3 separate regions of the Sus scrofa genome follow, and regions 2 and 3 are each linked to region 1. The links are chromatin contacts, called in public HiChIP or PLAC-seq maps. All regions are on one chromosome and are shown on one strand. The core of a region is the stretch at or near the end of the contact, and the rest is flanking DNA. Distances in the headings are between cores, read along the strand shown. Region 1 has its middle 270 kb from the start of TCF21. Region 2 has its middle 70 kb from the start of EYA4. Region 3 overlaps EYA4 (eyes absent homolog 4).

Region 1 (3,463 bases), core at 347-2,846:
CAAAATCGCTCTCATACTGAAAGCACCCTCTTAGGCTTTGCAATTTATTCTTCTGATAAAGCAGTGTTTTAATGCCTCCTTGGACAGTGCTTTACTCCCCTACTGGAATCAACTTAAGACAACGGCAAAATCTCATTCTCTTTCAATTCTTTTGGTCAGGAAAAAATCATAATACAGAGTAATATTCCAGTAAATGTTAGTTTAAAAAGGATTTCATTGGTATATGGACTAGTTTCTGCAGCAAACTTTAATGTGTTCATAGGACTTGTAGAATTTTCCTACTGAGAACTCTTCATCCTATTAATCCACTTGACCCTGACCTCTTGGCACTGCCTATATTAAGGTCCGTAAGTTTCTATGAGCAAGTGTTAGTCTCTGGTTTCATTTTCGTCTCTGCTGGGCTCTCACTGAGCTATTCTTACGAGAGAATGCCAAGGCATTCCAGAATTAATGTTTGCATGTGTTTCCGGAGGAATGTTTCTTGGACTTTCCTGTCTTCGCTGTCATTTTAAAGGAATGACTTCTTAGATGGCAACAGAACCACATGATTGCATTATGTTTGCCTTGGCAGTTGTTAGCAATGCTTTGGCAGAAAGATTTCCCACCTCCTGGTTAGGGAGATAGGAGTTTAAAGAAATATTTATTGAGTTCTTACTATATGGCAGGTCCTAGGTTAGATGATAAGGATACAAAGACGATTAAAACAAACATTTACCCTTAAAAAGTTGCCCTTTCGTAATGAATGAACCAGATATACAGGCAAATAAGAAAAAAAGATGAGCAAGTGTGTGTGACTGAGAAAGGTGCTATGGAAGCAGAGAAAAGGATTGAGTGAGGAGGGCTTCCTGGGGCAGGGATATTTAAGCATATATGTGAGTGGACAGTCTCTGTATCCACATAGAGGCTGCCTGGAAAACACACACATTGAGGGGTCCTAGAAAATCGATGAAACCTCTGTCACTAAGAAATCTTAGCTCTTTCAGGAGTTCCTTGGCGGTTCAGCAGGTTAAGGATCCCAGGTTGTCACTGCTGTGGCCAGGGTTTGATCCCTGGCCCTGGAATTTCCACATACCACGGGTACAGCCAAAAGAGAGAGAGAGAGAGAGAGAGAGAGAGAGAGAGAGAGAGAGAGAGAGAGAGAGAGAGAAAGCTCTTTGCAGTTAATATTTTTAATGTATTTAACTTATTTACAAAATTTCTGCTGCTGAGTGGACAGATGCTTTATTTGCTGATTGCTTTGCTTTGCCAATTCCGTACTACATTGTACCACCCGACTGTCCTTTTTTGGTCTCTTCAAATGAACAATTATGTAATAGAAGAATACGTGTGTTTACAGAAGCAAATGTCACTAACCATTTTGAAGCCACACTTCTAAGAAGTTCCAGATTCTTAGCCTGGATGAGAGGTGGGGTCCTGACAACAGGCCAGTAAGAATGGTATATTGAATAACACGCAGGGCGTCATGTAAACACACAGATCACGTTCTGGAGCAGTGGCGACCCTTTGAGCTGAGGCTGCTGTTGACAGTGCCTCTGTGTCCACTTGACTTGTACCTGCCCAGCTCCCAGGATCTGTGCAGGGCACTGTCACCCCTCCTGCTGAGCTTGGGTCATTACATCCTCGCCCTACATTTTACAGCTTCGACCCCGTGACAGGGGAGCTGACCCCAGCTTGGTGCCAGGCACCCAGCAAAACGGGGATTAATAAAGCCTGCCCCAGTGAAGCCAAGGGCTCTACAGCTGCTTCTTGCAATTAGACTTGTCATCATTCTCTTAAGAAGCCCCTGTTGATTTTTAAATCCTAATTGGCAGGAGACACCTGTTCCCCAACAGGAAGGACGGGAAGGGGCATTCGCTTGCAGCAGGCACGGGGGGAACTGAGAGGCTGGATGAATGTGTGTAAATACTTTTGTCTCAAATCTGTTTGCTTCCATTTAGAGTTTCTTTTTTCTTTCTTTCTTTTTTCCCAAGAACAGCATGTCTCGAGTCAGGCTAGTCTTTGGGAATAAGTAAGAATTTGGCTCTGAATCATTTTTTGAGCAAGAACTTACCACTGGTCCCTCCCTAAGGCATCTTCCTTACCATCCAGCAGCCCCTTCTTGGCATGAGCACAGTTTCCTGGCTACTTTTTTTTTTTTTCCGCCAGGATCCTGGCTGTCATTCATTCCGGTATTTAGGTATTTAACGGCCTACAAGCTGCATAAACCCTGCAACCTATTTGTGCCTATAAAGAGTATTAAGTATATTTTTAGTGCCTGTCTTCACCAAGCTAGCATTCTAAATAGAGGGAGGCAGTAGAACAGCATGTGATAACACATGTGAGATGTTCTTTTGCAACTAACATATTTGCCAGTGATTATGGGCAGAAAGAAGAAATGGTGAAAGTTCTCGGGACAGTTGTTGGAAGAGGTTTGGACATTTTGATTTTCTTTCAAACTTCATTGCCTTAGAGTTTCTGCTTAGAGCTGATGCTTGCAGTTTTCTAAACGGTAGCAAGTAATGTCTGATAAAAATCATTGTAACCCTTTGTCTTAATTAACACCCCTGGGTGTTTTCAAATGAAGCATTACTGTTATTTGTTAGGCTCTGATCATTAGGGCAAGTCTGCGGGAGAATAAGAATAAAATAACTGCATAGAGATGTGGAGGAGGCTACAAATCTGTGGGAAGGAGAAGCATTGTAATCGTAATTCTCATTTTCACGCAGCAGGCATTTATTGAACACTTAGTACATTCCAAGATCTTTTCTAGCCCTCAGCCGCCTTCTGGATCACCCCAGGTTTCAGCTCAGTTCATAAGCACTGTCCTTTGAACAGAACTTTGCCAATAGCCAGTTAAGCCCTCTCATCAACCTTGCCATGTCCTTGTGGGCTTCAGTGAAATTAGGCAATCCGGGAGGATTTATTGTGTATCCAAGTGAATGCCAGTGGGGTATTCCTTTAAGTGTAACTTAATAAATTCAAAGAAACTGGAGGGGGGTTTGTTCTACTTATTGCATGCCTTGTTTTGTGTTTAGTTTCACAAGACTGTATGTCTTGTTTATGCAGTCATATTGCTATTGCCACTGATGAAAATATAAAGGAAATAAAAGACTCGGATGATCGCCCCTGAAAGATTTGTCATGCTGGTGGTAGATAGATACGTAGTAAGGACAACCAGCAACATTTGGGCAATCCTGCATAAAGGTTTAACGGAAGGCATTGTTGGAACCCACTGCACCCCACAGCTCTCCAAGGCATTCCATTATAAGCAGGCATCTGAAAGTCTCTTAAGATCCTGGATAAACAGTTCTCAAAATTTAGTGCCCCCAAAGTTTACCCAAGAATCTCATGAAAATCCAGAGTCCTGAAGCCCCCAACTCAGTGATTCTGATTCAGTCGATGGATGGTGAGGGCTAGGAAGTAACTCCTGGCAAGAACTCCCGAGGATTTTGAGGGAGGAGATATGCACCCTACACTTTAAGAA
Region 2 (3,463 bases), core at 601-3,100, 400 kb before region 1:
AGATGGTGGGGGGGCCGCAGTGGCAATGGATCTTGCTTAGTACAATGAGGGATGCGAGTGTGTGTGTGTGTGTGTGTGTGTGTGTGTATAAAACTTTGTTTGAATTCTCTGGTCGTGATTATTTTAAACCACAGTTTTAAATCAGTTTTAAAAGTTCTTGGTAACTTTGTTGCTTTATCACTCTCCGTACTGAAGAAAAACCATAGCTTAGGTGGCATTTTTAGGGAGGATTATAATGAAGCAAGTATAGTTGCACATGACTATGTACAAATAGAACAATCAGGAGAAGAGGGAAATACATAAATGTAAGCCTCTGCCTCTGCCTGCATATAGAAATGGAGGTTGGGCAAATTTATTGGTGCAAATATCACTTTCTGGTTGGTGAGCTTGGCCAAATGGTTCTGTAGGGTCTAGTCAAGTTTGACACCTCTAGGCATCAATGTTAGCCAACTCCACGCATGCCTGCCTCAACTGTGTCTTCGAGAGGGCCAAAGGAAGAATGTAAGCATTTTGCTTTTGTTATGAATGATGAGTACGTATTTGTTAATATTTACTAATGAGTGGTAATAATAATAACACTTATTTACTGTGACTCTCAAACACTGGATAGGGATTCTCATTATCCACGTTTACAGATGCATTCATTTGCAATGCAAATAAGTTAATAAGTTGCCCAGAGTCACAGGTGGAATTAGTCTGGTTTCAAAATCCAAGCTCTTAACCAATGTGATGATATATGGTCCACAACTGTAGTTATTTTGATTACCTCAGTGCACATGAATCATCTGCCTAAGTGTCCAGAAATATCATCCTTACTAAAGAAGTTTTTATAGAAAGAGATGAAATCAGCTACCTTATCTATTTTCACAATCCCGAGTAAAGCTAGTTCTCCCTTGAGTGATTCCTCCCCTTGATGAAAATGGTTGGTTTCCTATTACAATTGCAGTACAAGCAGGAGTGGGGAATATGGAATATGGCCTTTAGTGAGACTTTCTCCAGGAGCACATTATGAATTAGAACATTAATATGAAAACTTATCTTAGAGAGTCAGGGTAATTCTAGGCCATCAATTTATATTTTCATTGTGAGTCAATCAACCAATCAATCTAAATATAATCTTGATGCAAATCTATGTCTATCCAACACGCCAGTTGGAAAGACTATTTGTAATCGGAAAATATTGGAATCAAGATGAATATCTATTAATAGGGTATTGGTTAAGTAAATGATAGTACTACTTATAATGAAATGCATAATTTAAAAATTGAAGAGGACTTCTATATATTAATGGAAAGGTATTTGGAATATATCATTAAGTATAAAGCAAGGGTGAGAGAAATGAATACATTCCGTTACTATTTATGCAAAAATGATAAGAAAAGAGTGAAGTTATAACGATTGGCCTACATAGGTATAAATGTTTTCTGGAAAAATAAACAAGGAAGTAGCAATAGGGGTTGCCTGTTAGGTAATCAGAACTGAGAAGATGGAGAATAGAACAGAAAACAGACTCTTCACTATATGCCTTTATATCTTCTAAAATGTCTCAACTATGGAAATATTTTCCTTATGTTAAAATTGATTAAAAAATTAAAAGAATCATTTATTGCTTCCTTGGGTATAGACTACTACAGCTGGGTACTATGGATGGTGGGGGTTAGAAGAAACAAGATTTTCAAAATCTTGATTTGAGCAAAAAACCACACCATTTAACACTTATTTAGCAAGCAACATATAAGGAAACACAAATTAGGACACACCAAACTGCTGCCATCAGTGCCAAGAGCATGCAGAATAGTGGCATGCTGAGAATGTGCTGAGCATAATCAGAGATGTCTTCCTGAGGGAATTGAATTGCATGCCTTGGTTTGAGAGAACAGAGATATGGTATCATAAACAGTGTGGCCTTGAACACGCAGCATTATGGCAACCATCCTCAAGGGTGGGGACTCCAACGAATGTCTTTAAAGTCATTGAGTGAGATTAAGAGGCTGGTACTTGAAGAGGGTGGAACACTGGTAGCTTGAGTCTTGCATCTCAAGAACAAGAGAAAGGGATGATATTCATCTTATTTATGTAAGAGTTGAGCTTGGTCTTGGTTTATTTTTATTTCTTACCCTACTATATAACTGACTCTATTATTGTTTTTAATAGCTTTCAATCAACTCTCTTAGGTGTTCCAGGTACATATTTATATCGTTTACAAAAGGTATTGATTTCACTCCTTTTCTAATTTTCACATTTCTAGTTTCTTTGTTTATTTTAATTGCATTGGCTTGCACCTCCAATACAGTTCTGAATAATCATAGTGGTACTTTCTTCTTCCTAATGTAGAGGAAATCATCTAGCTGGTTATTGAGATAAGATATATTTTCTTATGTTAAGGAGCAATTTAGTTATGTCAACTAAGTACTTAAGTGTTTTTTAAAATAAGAATGGATATTGAATTGTGTTAAATACCTTTTTGGCATCTATGGAAATAATATTTTTCCTTGTAGACCTATGAATACAATAGATTATAACATAAATTTATATTATTGAACCATCCTTGAATTTCTGGAGTTGTCTTAACTAGATTATAATGTTCTATTTTTTCAAGATGTTGCTATATTAATTTTGTCAATAATTTATTCAAGGAGTTCCTGTTGTGGCGCAGCAGAAATGAATCTGATTAGAAACCATGAGGTTGTGGGTTCAATCCCTGGGTTCAATTCCTCGCCTCACTCAGTGGGTTAGGGATCTGGCATTGATGTGAGCTGTGGTGTAGGTTGCAGACACGGCTTGGATCCTGCATTGCTGTGGCTCTGGCGTAGCCTAGCCTGGGAACCTACATGTGCCATGGGTGTGGCCCTAAAAAGGACAAAAAGACAAATAATAATAATAATTTATTCAAAAGTTTTGTAGAGCTATTCATAAACTGTCAGAGGATGTGCCAGACAGACTTTAAGTGAATTTCCAGGGTTGATGCCCTTGTATGATTGAATTCCCTTGCTTCTGGGTTGGGTCCATGATTCACTTCTAATCAACAGAATATGGCAAAAGTTGGAGGATATAACTCATATCTACATACATTAAATCAATCCCCATCTTGCTAGCAAACTTTCTTTAGAGTCTGTCTCCATTGGTGGCTCTATAAAAGCAAACTGCCATGAATTCTAAGCCACAAAGAAATGAATTCTGCCAACAACCTAAATGAGCTTGGAAACAGATTTTCCCCTAATCAGGCATCCCGGTGCAAATGCAGCATAGATATGTTTATGGCAGAGAACTCCATGAAGTCACGCCTGGACTCCTGACTCATGGGAAATATGCGATCATAAATGCGTGTTGTTTCAGGCTGCTAAATTTGTGACAAGTTTATTATGCAGCACAAAGAACTAATAGAGGTATAGTCCTTACTAGGCTTTGGCATAAAGACATATTTATCTTTAAATATTCTCTTTGAGTAAGTTGTTAAGAAATT
Region 3 (3,463 bases), core at 515-3,014, 300 kb before region 1:
AATTCTGTCCTTCAACTGTTTCATCGTTACTTCATAAGGATGAGTGATATATTTAAAAAAGGCAAGATTCCTAAAATTCTAATCCGGATATACTTTGATGACCTTTGCCTTATTTTTTTGTTCGACACAGTCATTCAAAATAGTGTGAACACTTTTAAAAGCTATTTATTTATAGGTAGCCTATGTGGATAAAATATGATTAGAAAACAAATTAAACACACATGAGAAAGAAGAAAGGTAGGATGGGGCTTAAATCATGGAGGGTCAAGGCTAATACTAAAGACAAACAGCTGCAGCCTATACTTTGCCAAGGATGAATCCTAAATGTGTTTCTAAACTTTTTAGCAGTTAGTCAACAGGATAAACTTGATTAGTTACACAATTCTCAGGGTCATCAAAATATAAGCAGCCTATAATTCTGAAGATACTAACACTCCCTTGTCTTCATAATAAGGACAGTGTGTACTGCCATGTACTAAGTTTCAACGACAGCCTCCAAAGTAGATGTAATAACTCTTTCCACTGGCTTATCCTCACTATTAAGATTTCTGACAAAAAAAAAAAAAAAAAAAAGGGAGTTCCCTTCATGGCGCAGTGGTTAACGAATCCGACTAGGAACCATGAGGTTGCAGGTTTGATCCCTGCCCTTGCTCAGTGGGGTAACTATCCGGTGTTGCCGTGAGCTGTGGTGTGGGTCGCAGACGTGGCTCGGATCATGTGTTGCTGTGGCTCTGGCGTAGGCTGGCAGCTACAGCTCTGATTGGACCCCTAGCCTGGGAACCTCCCCTATGCCACAGGAGCGGCCCAAGAAATGGCAAAAAGAAAAAAAAAAAAAAGATTTCTTACCTCTTTTTTTTTTTAATTATAGCTGACCAATTAATGCAAAGATATACTTCAATGAGGCCTAGGCAATATATGGAGGCCAAAGAGTATTGTGTGTGTATATATATATATGTTATTATTGATTTATTCAGCAAATTTGTGTAGAGTGCCCACTATGTGTAAGATTCTTCATTAAGCACTATAGAGGATTCAAAGCTGAATAATATGTAGTCTGTCCACAACATGTTTTCAGTAATCATGCTGAGTAAATTATCATCCACATCTAAAATACATACACTATGGAAGATGTTCCCAAGAAAAAGCCAAATTACCCATGGCTGAGTGGCTGAGAGTGAAGCAAACAATGTTGCAAAGAGAGGATGAGACCAGGGATTGGAGGCTCTGGAATGCCAGCAAAAATTGTTTTTGTTTGTTTTCCTTCCCAAAATTAAAGGAGTGATGGGAGCAGAACTACGTTGTACAGTGAATAATCTGATAGGAGAAGTGGGAAATGGCCTTAGAAATGGCAAAACCAATGATATGGCTATATGAATATTCTGTGTGATTGTAAATGAAGCCAGATTAAGTTAGTGTTATAAAAAAAATACAGAGGGGAGAAAGCCAAGCTTATGGGAGAAGTGGAAACTATAGGACTAAGCAAGTAATTGGATGAACAGGGCTAAGGAGGAAAAGGACTCATTGCTACCTCCAGGTGGCTGGGAGAACACTGGCGCCATTACTATAGAGAAGGGGTACAGGGAGAGGAGTATCTTGTTTGGGGGGGAGGTTGAAAGGGAGAGACAATGGCTTCTGTTTTTGTTGTATTGAATTACACACTTTGTCAGGCATAAATAGTCTTCCCCATCTAAGGCCAGGTACAAATGCTGCCTTCTTGGTTCCCTTAGCTGGAAGCAAACTCTCTGCTCTGAACTAAAATAGCCTGGTTGTCAATGTTTCTCTTAAGGAGCTTGACATTTTCTCTCTCGTGTAATAACTATTTTTAAATGCCCTATTTTCTGCTCTAGACTGAAATTCTGGAGGACAGGGACCATGCATGGTTCATCTCTGTCCCTCCTTACATTGAGTGAGCATACTAAGAGAAGATGCTGGAGAACATCCTCATTTTAGTGGCCAGAGGGGGTCCAAGGGAAGGATAAAGTACAAGTGATCAGAGAGGAGAAGGGACCTATGGCCAGAGCAGATCCACAGAAGCCAAGCTCTAGAGGAGGAAGTTCCAAAAGGAGCTTGTCAGTTGGGCCATTCACCAAAGAACAGTCTGTGAAGAAGAAGACTGAGAAAAGGACTTGGAAGTGAAAGAAGAGAGTTTTAGCCATTTGATATCCTAGGATGAAAACTAAGCAATGCCGCCAGACTTTTGAATTTCTCTGGACCGATTTCCTGGGTGGCTTTTTTCCTGGCACTTAGGAAATTTTTTTTTTTTTTTTTTAAAAACATAGGGCCATTTTGGGAAAAATTTAAGTGTTTATTGTTTTTGTTTTTGTTTTTTTTCCTCATTCAAAATTAAAACACCCTCTTTACTGGCTCCCATGGGGACAAAGCGTCAATTCTTCTAAGTTTCTTGAAGGGTAATGAGAAGGCAATTTAGAGGGGCACTGCGGCTGGATGAGTTCATTTAGTTCAGCACAATAATAATTACAGCATATTATGTCCCCAGCACTATGTGAGGCACTGAGAAAGGCAATCATCCTAAATCCTTCCTCTTGTGCCTTTTCTATCCCTGACTTCCCTCATCTATGGATGTAAAGCTTCCTGTCTCAGTGGGTTGTTCTCACCTCCTGAGCCACGTGCCCCAATCTCTCTGTTTTCTGAACCTGTACACTGCTTTGGAAGTTCTATCATGAAGCCAGGATGGTTTATCACAGATCTTGTACTATAGGACACATGCAGAATACTTTATCTATGCTAATGTGGAATATTAAAACATAGGATGCAAAAGAGGGAATCAGTTTGGGCTTAGAGGGTACATCAAATTGCCCGAAGGGGATCCTATAAAGGTTGGGTGAAAACACATGAATTAAACACACAGAAGGAGGGCCCCCATCACAGTGAGTATTCTCTGCTCTATTGCAATCAGGTTGTCAAATGGAGTGTTTGTTCATCCTTCATTTAAGCATCTAATTTAAGTTTTTAGTAACCATTTATCAAATGCTAGATGCAAGGCTCAGCAGTTTAAGGAGCTGGTATTATCACTGCTGTGGCTTTGGTTACAGCTGTGGTGCAGTTTCGATCCCTGGCCTGAGAACTTGCTGCAGGCTGTGGGTGTGGCCAAACAAAAAAAAAATTAAAAATAAAAACAGAATTTTTTTCTTTTTAGCCACCTTTAGCATAGGGACGTTCCCAGGCTAGGGGCGGAACTGGGGCTGCAGTTGCCGGCCTACACCACAGTCATAGCAACACCAGAGCAGAGCTGTGACTGCAACCTATACCACAGCTCACAGCAATTCCAGATCCTTAACCCACTGAGCAAAGCCAGGGATCAAACTCACATCCTCATGGATACTAGTCGGGTTCTAAACATGCTGAGCTACAAGGGAAACTCCCCCAAAATTAAAAAAAAAAAAAGAATATTATTTAAAAAAATAAAATACATAGACATTTGGTTCCTCTTGGAGGTTTTTAA

The links. HiChIP or PLAC-seq counts read pairs in DNA pulled down with a chosen protein or histone mark.
Region 2: an H3K27ac HiChIP or PLAC-seq map of skeletal muscle shows a contact between it and region 1. The contact joins two enhancer-like sites. A contact is called at or near these places in 2 of 47 Hi-C or Micro-C datasets (both in skeletal muscle) and 1 of 2 datasets of contacts at active chromatin or transcription factors (skeletal muscle).
Region 3: an H3K27ac HiChIP or PLAC-seq map of skeletal muscle shows a contact between it and region 1. The contact joins two enhancer-like sites. A contact is called at or near these places in 5 of 47 Hi-C or Micro-C datasets (embryonic fibroblasts, fetal skeletal muscle, psoas muscle and 1 more) and 1 of 2 datasets of contacts at active chromatin or transcription factors (skeletal muscle).

The regions. Positions count from the first base shown.
Region 1 is chr1:30,243,409-30,246,871 of Sscrofa11.1, reverse strand. No RefSeq gene overlaps it. Among named protein-coding and RNA genes, the nearest start is that of TCF21, 270 kb to the right of the region's middle. Within about 2 kb of position 1,596, at least 10 of the 83 cell types and tissues checked have an H3K27ac peak or open chromatin away from gene starts, as enhancers often do. A contact at or near this core is called in skeletal muscle, where this site is marked.
Region 2 is chr1:30,643,623-30,647,085 of Sscrofa11.1, reverse strand. No RefSeq gene overlaps it. Among named protein-coding and RNA genes, the nearest start is that of EYA4, 70 kb to the right of the region's middle. Within about 2 kb of position 1,850, at least 2 of the 83 cell types and tissues checked have an H3K27ac peak or open chromatin away from gene starts, as enhancers often do. A contact at or near this core is called in skeletal muscle, where this site is marked.
Region 3 is chr1:30,539,667-30,543,129 of Sscrofa11.1, reverse strand. All of the region lies in intron 1 of EYA4 (eyes absent homolog 4), which reads left to right. Among named protein-coding and RNA genes, the nearest start is that of EYA4, 34 kb to the left of the region's middle. Within about 2 kb of position 1,764, at least 1 of the 83 cell types and tissues checked has an H3K27ac peak or open chromatin away from gene starts, as enhancers often do. A contact at or near this core is called in skeletal muscle, where this site is marked.